Linked DNA regions of Mus musculus: region 1 is linked to region 2. A link is a contact called in public HiChIP or PLAC-seq data. All regions are on one chromosome and are shown on one strand. The core of a region is the stretch at or near the end of the contact, and the rest is flanking DNA. Distances in the headings are between cores, read along the strand shown. Region 1 holds the start of Pcgf1 (polycomb group ring finger 1). Region 2 holds the start of Slc4a5 (solute carrier family 4, sodium bicarbonate cotransporter, member 5).

Region 1 (6,766 bases), core at 421-2,920, 160 kb after region 2:
CTTGTTCTAGGAACAGAGAAGGAGGGGAGGGCACAGGTGTCTGAGGGAAGGGTTGCTGGGAGAAACGGCTCCTTCAAAGGGGCCCTCCCCTCAACCCCTCTCACCTGAAGGACATTTTTATTCTTGTCTTTGCCAGAACTGGATGGAAACAGATACAAGTTAGAGGGTTCCACTTTTCTTGTCTCCTACCTAGCACAAGCACCACAGCACACTTTCTTCAGGGGAGCAGACACTCCCTCACCCTTCCCCCCAAGTCCCTTAGCATCTGGGTCACCAGTAGTATCACTTCACGCAACCTCTGACCTGCCCCTCACCTCAGCCGCTCCAGGCATAGGCTCAGCTGTTCATCATATCGATAATAGTGGGCTTTAGAGTGGTCAAAACTGCTGAAGGGGAGGCCAAGGTTGCTCAGGGCTGGCTCTGAGGAAAAGTAGATATTGAGGAGGCTGGTACAGGTTCCATACCCTCTTCTCCCCAGAGAGCAAAACCAGGCAAAAGAGATGCTCTGAGGGCTTTAATTGCCCCCCTCCCCCAAATGAGCACCAAGGACATACCTTCACCACTGGGCTGGGAGACTCTGTCTAAGCCTCGGGACTGATAGAATTCCCGAATCCGTTTCTCTTCACCTAAGGAGGGGTGAAGGGCAGCCATATTAATTCTCTTTGTTTTGGCTGTTGACCTCTTTATCTTTGTATTTTTTTGATTCCCAACAAAACTGTTGGGAACAAAACGTCAAGGTGCCACCCAGCATTAGAGTCAGGAGGCCCCACAAATATAAGGTGGCCACTCACTGTCTTGCAAGCCTGGCACTAGCTTATACACTATGTCCTGCATGACCCGATCCAGTTTGAGATTGAGCAACGGCTGCGTCTCGTGGATCTTGATGTTGCACATGGGGCAGTACTTGCTGGTTTGCAGGTACTTCACGATACAACTTTTGCAGACTGTAAGAGGAGAAACGAAGATGCTCAGGTCCCTTGGGAACCCGACACATGGGACAGGCAGCACAGAGGCTGGCAGCCAGCTTGGAAGAGGAGAGACAGGATCCGGGACACTCACAGGTGTGGAGACACTCTGTGATGGTGGTGGCATCCACGAAGTAGCCCGCGCACAGGCAGCAAACGATGTGTTCATTCAGGTCTTTGATCTTCACCCGGACCTCCTCCTGTGGACACACCCTCAGTCACTCCCCACTGGTCTTGCAAGCCCACCCCATCTCACCTTCTGCAATTCCCAGCAACAGAGCAGTTTGTTATTGGACTGGGTCGTCTGGCCCCCGAGAAGAGACGGGGGAGTGAGCTCCCCCTTCGCCCAGCAGAGGGCTCCGCGCACAGCGGGTGCTCTCTTTTCGCGGACCCGCCTGACTCTCTTTTTTCCCTCGGGAGACCAGACGCTGTCGGAGACACAACGCGCAAGCGTCCAAGTCCAGCGTTTGGCAACTCGGCCAGAATCGCGCGTGCGTATCGCGCACCCCGTGGCTGCGCAAGCGCACTGGGCGCCCATCCCGCCGCCACCCGTCCTCTCCTTCGTTTGGGTTCACACAGCTAACGGACCCCAGCAGTCATCCCGCTGCCCCTGCACCTCGTTCCGTAGTGGGTCCATCTTGTACACTGACTGGAGCTGGTTCCGAAGCCTCATCGCGATCGCAATCTGGCCCCCCTGAGGAGACGCCATCTTAAAGGCTGATCCCAGCCCGCCACTTCCGGTACCGCCTGCGGGGCGGGACTTGTCTCCTAGCAACGAGGGCCTCACATTCTCCGGATTGGCTAGTTTTCCGGCACACCCCGCCCTCGCCCCCTCTTTAGCTCCCCGTGTGCTCACCTGAGCCCGCTGCCCCCCCAACAATCGGTGGTCGTTATGGAGGGGGGTTGAGTGAAGCAGGGTCTCTGCGGTGCACGCTCCCACGGGCGTCCTTCCAACGGCGCGCACACAACCTCTGGATCAACTTCGGTAGCTTGTGCTAAGAGAGCCTGTGTGCCCTGGGACCCCGAAGCCGGGCTATCGCCCGCCGCTACAGCTCCGGAGTGTGGGAGTCCTGGGACCCGACCTCGCCTCCGACCCGGGGTCCTCTCTATACAGTGCAGTCCTGCTCCGCTGCGGCGTCCGCGTTGCGGAGCTGCGTCCCAGCCGCGGGCCTTCTCCCGTCTGCGCCGCGGGAGTTTTTTCCGGGCTCGCGAAGTCTGGGAGAGGGTGCCCTGGGCGGGGTGGAGAGGGAGAGACCCCCCGGGGAACCGGGAGCTCTTACTCCCCACTCTCTCCCTGCTGCCGAGGATGGGGAGAATAGGCCCTGGCTAATGATGATGATTTAATCATCGGCGCCTGCGGAGGCCTGGGACAGACTAATGCAGAGCAGATGCCGAAGGAGGAGGGGAGGATTGACAGCGAGGAGACTTGGGCAGCGAGTGCCTGCAGTAGCATAGGCCCGGGCCCGCACTTGGGGAGGACACAGGGGTTCCCGGGTCTGGTACACTGTCATCACTGGGTCCCTACGGCGGAATTTTAAAAGAATAAATTTACTCTGAAGCGTTATTAGCATCGAGTACAACTGGAGATTCGAGTGAGAGGGGAGAGACTGGCGGAAACTTGAAAGGCTCTCTGGAGAAAATTGGGACTCTTGTGTGGGCATGATTGACAAATGGATGCACGAGAGGTATAAATGTGATGGAAATAGAAAAAAAAGGCAGTGTGAAGAGGAACGACCAAAGAAACAGGTGTGGATTGAGAGCCCCAATGGAAGGAATGGGGTCTAAAAGAACTGGAATAATTAGGTTGAAGGTAACAGGAACCTCACAGAAAGGAGTGTATGTCTGTTACCCCATAAGTGGTAGTACATAAGCGTCAGGAAAGTATTAAAGACTTGTTAATCGACTACATACAGCTATGGTTTACCTTCCTGGCCCAGGCCACCTAGTCACCTCTGAGCCACTGCAGGTCTTGACTGCTTGCCCATGTCTATATCGTTCCCTCTTTAGACCTTTCTTCCCACAGCATGGCAAAGTGATTCTGATCATAGGTTACAAAGAACACACGTTTTTGATGATGTGTTTCTCATGTTGATGGTGGTGCTAGTTTAGTGGACATGTACATGGGGCAAAACCAATTACAGTATACACTTTAAATACTTGCAACTTGCAGCGTATCATAAATTAGACCTCAAGAAAACTGTTAAAAGTGAGTTCCAGCTGGGCAGTGGTGGCACACGCCTTTAATCCGAACACTTGGGAGGCAGAGGCAGCCGGTTTTTTGAGTTCAAGGCCAGCCTGGTTTACAGAGTGAGTTCCAGGACATCCAGGGCTACACAGGGAAACCCTGTCTCAGAAGAAAAAAAAAAAAAAAAAAAAAAAAAAGCAGGGCATGGTGGCGCACACCTTTAATCCCAGCACTGTATAGCTAGGGCTATAGAGAAACCCTGTCTCGAAAAAAACAAAAAACTGTTAAAAAAAAAAATGGCACAAGCTTAGGGGATCAGGAGTGCAGGGCCATCCTAGGCTACATAGCAAATTTGAGGCTAACCTAGACACTTAAGACTGTCTCAAAATCAACAAAAACAATAAGTAAATCATAACATTGAAAAAATTGTGGAGCCAAGTATGGTGACACACACCTTTAATTCTAACAGGCAGGGCAGAGGCAGTAGATCTCTTGAGTTTGAGCCCAGCCTGGTTTACAGAGCAAGTTCTAGGATAGCCAGGGCTATATAGAGAAATCATGTCTCAAAAAACCAAAACAAATAATCTGCTTGGTTTTTGTCCTTTTCCAATTTAAGATATTTTAATAGTGCAGAGCGTACAGCTCAGTAGTAAAGTGCTTGCCCCAGCTCTTTGTTGACCCTAGGAACATACAAGTAAGCAACCTCAAGGACTAGAGAGATGGCTCAGATGCTAAGCACTGGCTGCTCTTTCAGAAGACTTCTGTTCACTTCTCAGCACCATATAAAAGGTTTCCAACACTCTGTCACTCCAGCTGTAGACAATCCAGTGCCCTAGGCTGGCCTCGCAGGCACTATACCATGTATGTGGCACACATACATACATGGCACTCTGGCCTCACAGGCACTATACCATGTATGTGACACACAGACATACATGGAGACAAAACACTCGTGCACATAAATCTAAAACCAAACCAAACCCCAAAACTTGATAGCTTCCCTTTCCAGTCAGAATAAAAGTCTAAGGTCTTGCACGGGTTCTCTAGCCACACTGGGCTCCTCGATGCTTGTTCCGTAGACACACTGAGATGGGCTCTGCTTTGACACGCTGGCCATCCTTGTCTCTTTCCCCATCAGGTCTCCACGAGGCTTCTGTCTCCCAGCTGCGTAAATAACCCTATTTGACCTCTAGTTTCCTTGCTTTATGCTTCTTACCACTTTAACATTGTTAACATTTTATTTAGCATCATTTTTAGCTTTGTTTTAGTTGTTTTTTTTTTCTTCTCATGAGACAGGGTTTCTCTGTGTAGCCCTGGCTGTCTTGAACTCATTCTGTAGATCAGGTTGGCCTTGAACTCAGAAATTTGCCTGCCTCTGCCTCCCAAGGGCTGAGATTAAAGGCGTGGGCCACCACTGCCCTTGTTTTAGCATTGTTGATGTTTATTTAGTTTTGTTTGTTTTTGAGACAGGGTCTCACTATTTAGCCCTGGCTACTTGGCACTCACGAAGCAGATCTGGCTGGCTTTGAACTCACAGAGATCACCTGTCTCTGCTTTTCAAGGGATTAAAGTCATGTGCCACCATGCCAGGTTCTGGATCTTTTTCTTTAAAAAAAATTTTTTTTTTTGACTTGGGGTCTGATTAAGCATGTTTATTGCTCTTTCAGATGAGTGTATCTCTAGTTCCCATATGAAGCTGTTCACAACCACTTGTAACTCAGGTTCCAGGGGATCTGATGCCCTCTTCTGGCCTCTTGTATGTACGTGCTGCACATAAACTCACAAGCAAACCCATAAATTAAAAAGATAAATCTCTTTTTTTTTTTTGTAACTTGTTTTGTATATGTGCATATTCATGCTACACTGAGTGCACATGTGTGTGCATACATGTCAAACTCTGGTGTCCTTAGGATCCTGAGAGACCCGAGGAGAGCCTCCTTGTTAATAAGGTTAAGCTGGCTGGCCAACAGGTGCAGAGGCTCTCCTGTCACTGCCCCCATCCCCATCCCCGCCAGTACTCCACCACACCCAGCCTCTCACGGGAATCCTGGGAGTTCAACTCAGATCTTCACCTCTGTCTGGTAAGCACTGTATTGACTGAGCTTGCTCGCTTGCTTTTGTTTGAAAAACAGTGTTCTGCCACCTGGCCTCAAACCTGTGATCTTCCTGCCTCAGCCTCCTAAGGTAATTAGAGTTGTAGTCTTGCATCTCTCTGTGTGTATTCTATCTCTTCATATACTATATGCATGTTATAGTATTTGTTTCTAGTATTTTTCTAGTTTTTCCTCTGCCTTTTAGACTAGAATGTGCTATCCACATCTATATCTCCAGATCTGAGCACACAGTGCATGTTAAAATACCCCGGAATGGGGGCTGGAGAGACAGCTCAGCAGTTAGGAGCACTCAATGGCTCTTGCCTCTGCAAGACAGGAGTTCAGTTCCCAGCACCCATGTTGGGGGGATCTGACACTCCTGTCCTCTAAGGGGGTCTTTGCACACATGTACTTCACATAATCTCAAGCAGGCAAACACACATGGACAAAAAATTTAAGTAAGTCTTTTAAAAATGTACTAAATGAACAAATGAAAGAATGTAGGTGACATTGGTAGCTTAGATTAAGGATTTAGCAATTGGAATGAAGGGCTGTAGCTGGAACAGTTACACTCCTGTAATCCTAGCACCTAGAAGGTAGAGGCAGGAAGATCGGAATTCAAAGTCAGCCACGGCTACATAGTGAATTCAAGACCTGAGACCAGCAAAGTAGACTGAAGAACAGGAGGCGGCAGCTGCTTTTTAAACTCTATCTGTCTGTCTATCTATCTATCTATCTATCTATCTATCTATGAGACAGGGTTTCTCTATGCAACTTCTGCTGTCCTGGAACTTGCTCTGTGGATCAGGCTGGCCTCAAAGTCATAGAGATCCATCTGCCCCTGCCTCCCAAGTGGTGGGATTAAAGGCATGTGACACCACTGCCTGGCTTTTTATTTTTACTTTTATTTTAAACTTTAAAGGAAAGCAGCCAGGGTAGTAGGCCTAAGGGGATGAATGAGAGGTAAGCATTTCTTTCCTTCAGCCTGTTGGACTTAGAGTGGCTTCAAGAGAGCCGGGTGGAGCTGGCCAGGGCCAGAAGGCTAGATCAGAAGTGCAACTGGAGGGACGAGACTCAAATGTCAGGTGCCACTGTTGTCTGGAGTGGGTGTGAGAATAGGGGCTACTGGAATGGATGAAACCTGAAGGGGTGCAGAAAAGCTATAGCCAGAGCTCTGAAGTATGCTCCAACTCTCCAGGAGGAGAGAGCAAGGCCAGTGGAGGAAGGCTAGAAACAGTAACAATGTAAGCCCTGCTACAGAACTCAAGAAATGAAAAGCAGGGCTGGGGATGTAGCTCAGTGGGAGGCACTTGCCTAGCAAGCTTGAGACAGTCAATTCCCCCCACCCCCCACCCCACCCCCACCCCCCACCCCCCCACCCCCAGCCTAAAAGAAAAGGAAAAAGAAAAACAAATAGAAGCCAAAAGAAAGTGCACCTTAAGAGCTGGAGAGATGATCCAGCAGGTGAAGATGCTACCAAGCCTGATGACCTGAATTCCATCTCTGGGACCCACGTGGTTGAA
Region 2 (6,512 bases), core at 1,644-4,143:
AACTCTCTTTTGCTCCGCTGGGTCCCGAGCCAGCAGTCAGCGGTCACGAGGAGGCAGAGGGTCCACGGAAAGGTGGGGCTAGAGCACCCTGTGGGCTTTCACACTGGCGAGGGGGGCCTGATTCCTGGGTATCCTGCCTCCTCACGGTGACCTGCTGGAAGCCACCTCCTGAACATTTCTCAGGCGCCTCCTTTCCACTCCCTCCCTCTTCCCGTTGTCTAGTAGCTCCGCGCCAGGCATCGTCCTTGGGACTGGGAAATAAAGCTGTGGGAATGATCCACGTGCTAGCTACGGCAAGGACCGGAAACAAGCAGGTAAACAAATCCATAAACAACCGTTTGGGATAGTGGTGAGGGCTCTGAAAAAAAGAAAGGAGAGGAGAGGAGAGGAGAGGAGAGGAGAGGAGAGGAGAGGAGAGGAGAGGAGAGGAGAGGAGAGGAGAGGAGAGGAGAGAAAAGAAAAGACAAAACAACCAAGGAAAACAGGAAGCTATAGAGTATGCTGGCCACAAAGCCCCTCTGAAAATGGCATTTGAAATGTGACTTGGACACAGGGGGAAGGAAGTGTGTTGTAGATGCCCTGTGGTGAGCATGCCCATGAGCATGTGAAGGGCAGTGTGGCTGCAACTCAGTGAGCTGCCCAGGGGGATGACAAGATGTCAAACGATGGCCTGAAGGCATCCCTGGCTCCCCTGGCTCCTCCCATCTCCTCCGTGTGTTTTCCAGACTACTTGCTCATCAGCCCCCTCACTCAACCTCCCACCAACTGTCCGCAGACTGACCTCATGAAGCTTTCCCACCTCTTCTGAGTCTCTTATCTCTTCAGTTTCTCCGACTTCTGCCTTCAATTATTGATCACTTGGTCCTTCCCTGTCCGTATTTTGAAGAACTCTTTTCAAACCTAACCTCTCTCTCCCCTGAAACTTCCCGGTAGAGCCAGGCATTCAACAGCACCCAGACAAGGACCCACCACGGACCACGATCATCTTCATGTTGAACGTGTCCTGGAGTCCCAGAGGTAGGAGACACAGTCCACCTGGACATGAGTCACACAGTTAGCGCTTACGTGTGAGCATGATACACCTGTCACAAGGCTTAGACCACAGATGGCCCTATTGCCTCTTACCGCCACCAACCCCAGGATGCAGGCTCAGCACTCATGGAAGAAAACCTCTGGCCGTGGAACCTTCCGCTTGGCCTTGTCTGCACCCTTCCTGTGTCCCTCAGAGCCAGCCCCAACCATTAGTCCCTCTCAGTAAACTTCTTAGGCTTCTAGCCCACTTCCGAGAGGAAATAAAGGCATGCAGGTGTGAAGTCCACTAGATTCCTCTCTGCTAGCCTGTACCCTGCTGCCCACCACCCTTGGGGCCGATCCTTCCTCCACTCACCGTCCTCAGCACCTCGTCCAACAGCCCCTGCTGCCTCCCCAGCCTCATCACCTCTGGGTACCCCATCCATGGCCTGGCAGCAGCCGAGTTCGCTCTTTAAATATTCCTAGCAAGCTTGTGCAGTGGACTTCCAGAATCATAGCGTTCTTTGAGGGGGACCCTGTCCACACAGGGTAGAAACGATTTTCTTAGCAGAAAAAAGTGCTAGTAACTTCTGTGGTTATAGACCCGCAATGAACGTCACTGATCTAGATGTATCTGAGTTTGAAATGTTTCTATTGTTTTAAACTTATTTCACTGGCTTATTGAGTTTAAGGAAATTTCTTTTTAAAAAAAGGTAATTTGTGTAGGCATAGTGCCTTTATGGCAATACACCTTTAATCCTAGCTCCTGGGAGGCAGATGCAAAGGGATCTCTTTGAGGTTGAAGCCAGCTTGGTCTACATTGTGAGTTTCCAGAAAGCCAGGGCTACAAAGAGAGATCCTATCTCCTAAATAAATAAATATACAAATATATAACCAACCATCCTAAAACAGAACAAACAAACAAAAACCTCATTGTTTTCTCTTTTCTCCCTTCAAATTGGGAGATGACTATGGCTCTTTGATTCTGAAGAAACAAACCAATTCCCTATGGGATCAGTCTATTAGCTACTGCTCAGTTTTGGATTTGCCTTGCTGGGAACGGGACCCAGGACCTGTTTGCACTTAGCAAGCAATCCACCACTGGGCTGCATCCCTAGCCCGATAGCAACTCAAGTGTAGATTTGCTCTCGTGGATTTCCAGCTGAAAAGCCTTGGGTGGCTCTTCATTACCTAAAGCTTGGGTTTGGTGATATGGTTCAAACCATCGCCAGCAATCTGGACCTAGCCTAGTGCATCCTTGGCTCTGCTGTGCCCAAGCCCAGTCACATCAGAATCACACATACAGTTCTCTGAAAACAAGGACCATACCATCCTTTAGACCTCTGTCCCCTATTTTGTATATCTGCAATCTTCCACATCCTTCAAGGCCAGGAGAAGGCAAATAAATGGACAGATCCTTAAGAGATAGCAGATTAGAAAGCACAGGCAGAGTAGGGGTCTATCCGAGCGAGCACCAGCCTGTCTGGGCAGTACCTGCTCCCTGGAACAGCTGAGCGCTGGAGTCTCCGGAGGTTGGTGCTGCCTCTGGCCCCAGCCTGCTTCTGTGGCTGCTACCCTGGCTGTGGGTCTCCTCCAGTATCCTCTTCCCCACAAAACAAACTCACTTTTGTTTCTAGTTAAGCAGCAAGGGAGGCATGGAGGAGGAGGGCAGGAGAAGGACGAGAGGGAAGGTGGGGGATTGGGGCTCGAGAGAAATAGCGATGGGTGTGAGTGATTTCGTGGAAATCCTGGGAGAAACCAGCAAATGAGAAAGAAAGGGGGCGGGGGAATCTGAGGTATGATGGAGAGAGGAGGCTTAGCGCTGAAGCTCAAACAGGGACCTGTGTGCTCCTCAGCAGCAGGGTGGTGGCAGCTGAGGACTGTGTGAGAACACCTAGAGCTGCCCCTCCCCCGCCCGCTCCCCGCGGGCCCCTCCCCCTCCCCTAGAGCCCTTCCGGACAGACCTGGAGGCTCCAGTAGAGCAGGGCACCTCTCAGGCTCCTTATAAAGGCTGGGGCTGGGAGGTAGCATTTGTACACAACCCCCCTAGGGCCTCGTTAAGATCTTGAGATTTTGGTGGCAGGTGAGCAGTCTGTAATAGCCTGGCAGGCCTGGTGCCCTGGCCAGGACAGCCTCACCAACCGCTGGGAGTTGGGCGTGGAGGTTGGGTTGTTGTTGTTGGGGGGGTGGGGGTGGTGCTTGCTGTGGGCTTTAAAATGTTGCATGGGGCTGGATTAGCTCTCTTCACAACTTTAAACCAATTCCTGGATTTGCTGTTTGTACCCACTTCTACGACAAAATGACAAGCGTTGTCACTGAGTGGATGTTTTCTGGGAGCCCATGGACAGCAGGAACTGGTCACTTCGGGGGCATGTATGAACCCCATGGGGGAATTACTTTGCTCTCTGAGAAATGTCTAATCTGGGGTTTGGCTCAACAAGTGCTTACCATGTGCAAGGTTGAACGGAGGTCACAGAGGCTCAGAGGCAGCACTACAAACTCGGTTCCGAAGTCTTAGAATTGGGAGGGGGCTTGATGATGATGAAGTGCAAACCTTCAGTTCACAGATAAAAATGGGGAGTTGGTGGACACCTCAGAAAGCCCTGGTGCAGGTGAGTTGTCTGGGGAGAGCTGGCTACATACTGTCCCATGCCCGGGTCCCTGACCACATTGTCATACTTGAGGTTAGACGATCAAGCAGGGTCTGTTTGAGATGGGGGTTAAGTGCAGCCCAGATGGGCCTCCAGGGTCTGAGACACAGGATGAAGTCTGGTGCGTCTGAGATTACAGGCCAGGGTGCTGGTGCTGTCGCAACATCATCAGAGAGCACTGGGGCTTGAATGGGGCCTCTGTTATGCTGGGCCAGCCCTCTACTCACTGAGCTAAAACTAGCTCCAATCTGAGACATCCTCCTGCATCACACTCCTAGTTCAGGGATTACAAGTGTGCACCACCATGCCTGGCTCCCACTCTGCCCATGTAAAGAAACAGAAATATGATCAGGTTCATGGGGAGCTCCAAGCAAAGTTACCATCACAGAGTCCCCAGCAGTGGACATCCCAGGAGTGTCCCCACTGAGGGTCCTGGCCTCATAGATTACACTCCACTGTGAGTGTGGTCCTACTGAGTCCTACTAAGTCCTACTGAAGCACCCTCTACAGGACACACTAAGTCAGAGGCAGGGTCTACCTCCACACCCAAAGAAAGATTTCAAAGCGCACGCCTTTAATCCCAGCACTTGGGAGGCAGAGGCAGGCAGATTTCTGAGTTTGAGGCCAGCCTGGTGTACAGAGCGAGCTCCAGGACAGCCAGGACTACACAGAGAAACCCTGTCTCAAAAAAAAAAAAACAAAACAAAACAAAAAAAAAAAAAAAAAAAAAAAGAAAGAAAGAAAGAAAAAGAAAGATTTCAAAAGAAACTGGAGAGACCGTTAACATTGTAGAGAGGCCAGAGCTGGGTTCATCTCTTGATGCTGCAAATTATTAGCAGTAATTGTATTGGCAATGCAGTAACCTCTGTGAGACTCAGTTTCCCTGCTAACTAAGTAGAAATGATGGCATCCACTTCTCTGAATTCTGGTGGAGAGTAACTGGAATAATCCTAGCAATGTGACAAGCACTCACCGGCCCCTCAAGTGATATTCCTACCATTGCGCTTGTGGCTATGACCAGCTTCCTATCACCAGCCTGCTCCCACCCTGAACATCCCAGGGACCTCGTCCTTTTCACTGTCTGACCCTGCCCCGGCCACTTCTGCTGGGGCCCTTCCCTATCACAGCCCCTCCTTCCTGCCCACTCAAGGTTTATCTTACCACATGTTGGACCACTGCATCAGGGACTTCCCTAAGGTGCTGTGGCCCCATGTACACTTAGTATGTTACAAGCTAGCCCTCCTCATGAGAAATGCCACAAGTAATGGCCCCTTTGGTCTGTAGTGGAAGAGGTGCATACTGTGGGCCCAATTGTTGAAACAGACTCAGACAAACTAGGGGCAGTGGCACACATCTGCAGTTCCGGCACTTGGGAGATAGAAGCAGGAGGCTCAGGAACACAAGGTTAACCTCAACTGTAAAGTGAGTTCCGGGCTAGCCTGGGCTACAGAAGAACCTGTTTTACAAAAAAAAGAAAAGAAAGAGAGAGAGAGAAAGGGAAAGGGAAAGGGAAAGGGAAAGAAAGGAAAGGAAAGGAAAGGAAAGGAAAGGAAAGGAAAGGAAAGGAAAGGAAAGGAAAGGAAAGGAAAGAAGCAGAAGGAAAGGAAGAGGAGGGAAGGAATAATGTGAGGAGGAAAAAAAAGAGGAGAGGAAAGAGAGAACACAAGAGGAGGGGAAGGGAGGAAGAAGAGGAAAGGAGGAAGAGTAGGAAGGAGAGGAGGAGGGAGAGGAGGAGGGAGAGAAGGAGGAAAAGGAGGAGGAACAGACTGGGCCTGGCCTTGGAGGGGAAATTTGGAAGGACACAGAGTGGCTTTAGGTTTTTTTGGTGTTGGTTGTTTGTTTAATGGAAGTGCACAGGTGAAGACTGCTTGCCCCACCCCAGCCCCACCCCCAGCGAGCTTGCTCCACCCCCAGCCCCACCCCCAGCGAGGAGCAAGGGCTTCAGAACCCTAGGAATGCTTTGGGGAGCAGTTAGCGCCACCTGAAAGTCAGTAACTTCGGCCTCTGACGGAGCCTTTCTTGTTTCCCCTCTCCCTCGGCTCTGCATGGTCAGGGTCTGACCCACTTCCGTGACATTGCTGTCTGCTGACCCGGGGCTTACACAGCAGGGGCACTCACTAAATAGTTTCTGGGTGAGTGACTTTGACTAAAATCATGAGCACATCAGCGAGGGATTAGCTGCCACAAGAAAGGAGCTAAGTGCCTGAGACCCCGGGGACAGGAGCTAGGGGTGGGGCTGTAGGAGGTGCGAGCTGCCGCGAGTGGCACTGGGCCCCAGAATACAGGGCAGAGGGAGACAAAGCCTGAGGGTGCCAGGGTCGTTCTTGCCAAGGGTGTGAAGCGAGTGTTTGGGATGAGCGAGTTCTGTATGAGAACTCCATGCCCTGGTGTCGTGACTGAGAAATTCCTTTTCCTGACGTTGTACATAAACTCCACATGTGTTGTTCTCTAAGGCAGGAGAGGAGAACCTGCCTGTTTGTGCTCACAGCAGTCCCTCTTGTGGAAGATGGCTTTGGGGACATGGGCCCAGCCCATTTCCCACCCCTGAAAGCGGTCTTTCAGCGATACAGGGCGCCATAACCCATGAGATCGGGAGTTGTTAATTAAACATCTGATCTGTGCCTGGAAAGTCTGACCTGGGTCTCTCAGTTAACTGGTCCTCCCTGATGATTCCTGGGAAGCTGAGGGTGCAGGCAGAAAGAGGAAGGAATAGATCTGCCACAAGCTGCTGGAGAGACCATGCAGCCCAGGGAGGGGACTCAAGGTCGCTGTGTCCTCCAAGCCTGCCTGTGCCTTGTGCCTTGCGTAGAGGCTTTTCTGCTCTCAGGTGGATGGCCTATATACACTTCC

What was found. HiChIP or PLAC-seq counts read pairs in DNA pulled down with a chosen protein or histone mark.
Region 1: an H3K27ac HiChIP or PLAC-seq map of embryonic stem cells shows a contact between it and region 2, with 8 read pairs. The contact joins the promoter of Pcgf1 here to the promoter of Slc4a5 in region 2. A contact is called at or near these places in 5 of 39 promoter capture datasets (the C10 cell line, the HPC-7 cell line, cranial neural crest and 2 more), 3 of 115 datasets of contacts at active chromatin or transcription factors (all in embryonic stem cells) and 3 of 9 other capture datasets (adipose tissue, liver and pancreatic islet).

Annotation. Positions count from the first base shown.
Region 1 is chr6:83,073,294-83,080,059 of GRCm38.p6, reverse strand. It overlaps Pcgf1 (polycomb group ring finger 1), which reads right to left and starts at 1,670. Exons shown (of 9, transcript NM_197992.1): 1 at 1,582-1,670; 2 at 1,060-1,165; 3 at 792-944; 4 at 555-626; 5 at 315-420; 6 at 105-138; 7 at 1-6. The coding sequence starts at 1,638.
Region 2 is chr6:83,233,756-83,240,267 of GRCm38.p6, reverse strand. Slc4a5 (solute carrier family 4, sodium bicarbonate cotransporter, member 5) reads right to left here and starts at 2,893. Exons shown (of 25, transcript NM_001166067.1): 1 at 2,506-2,893.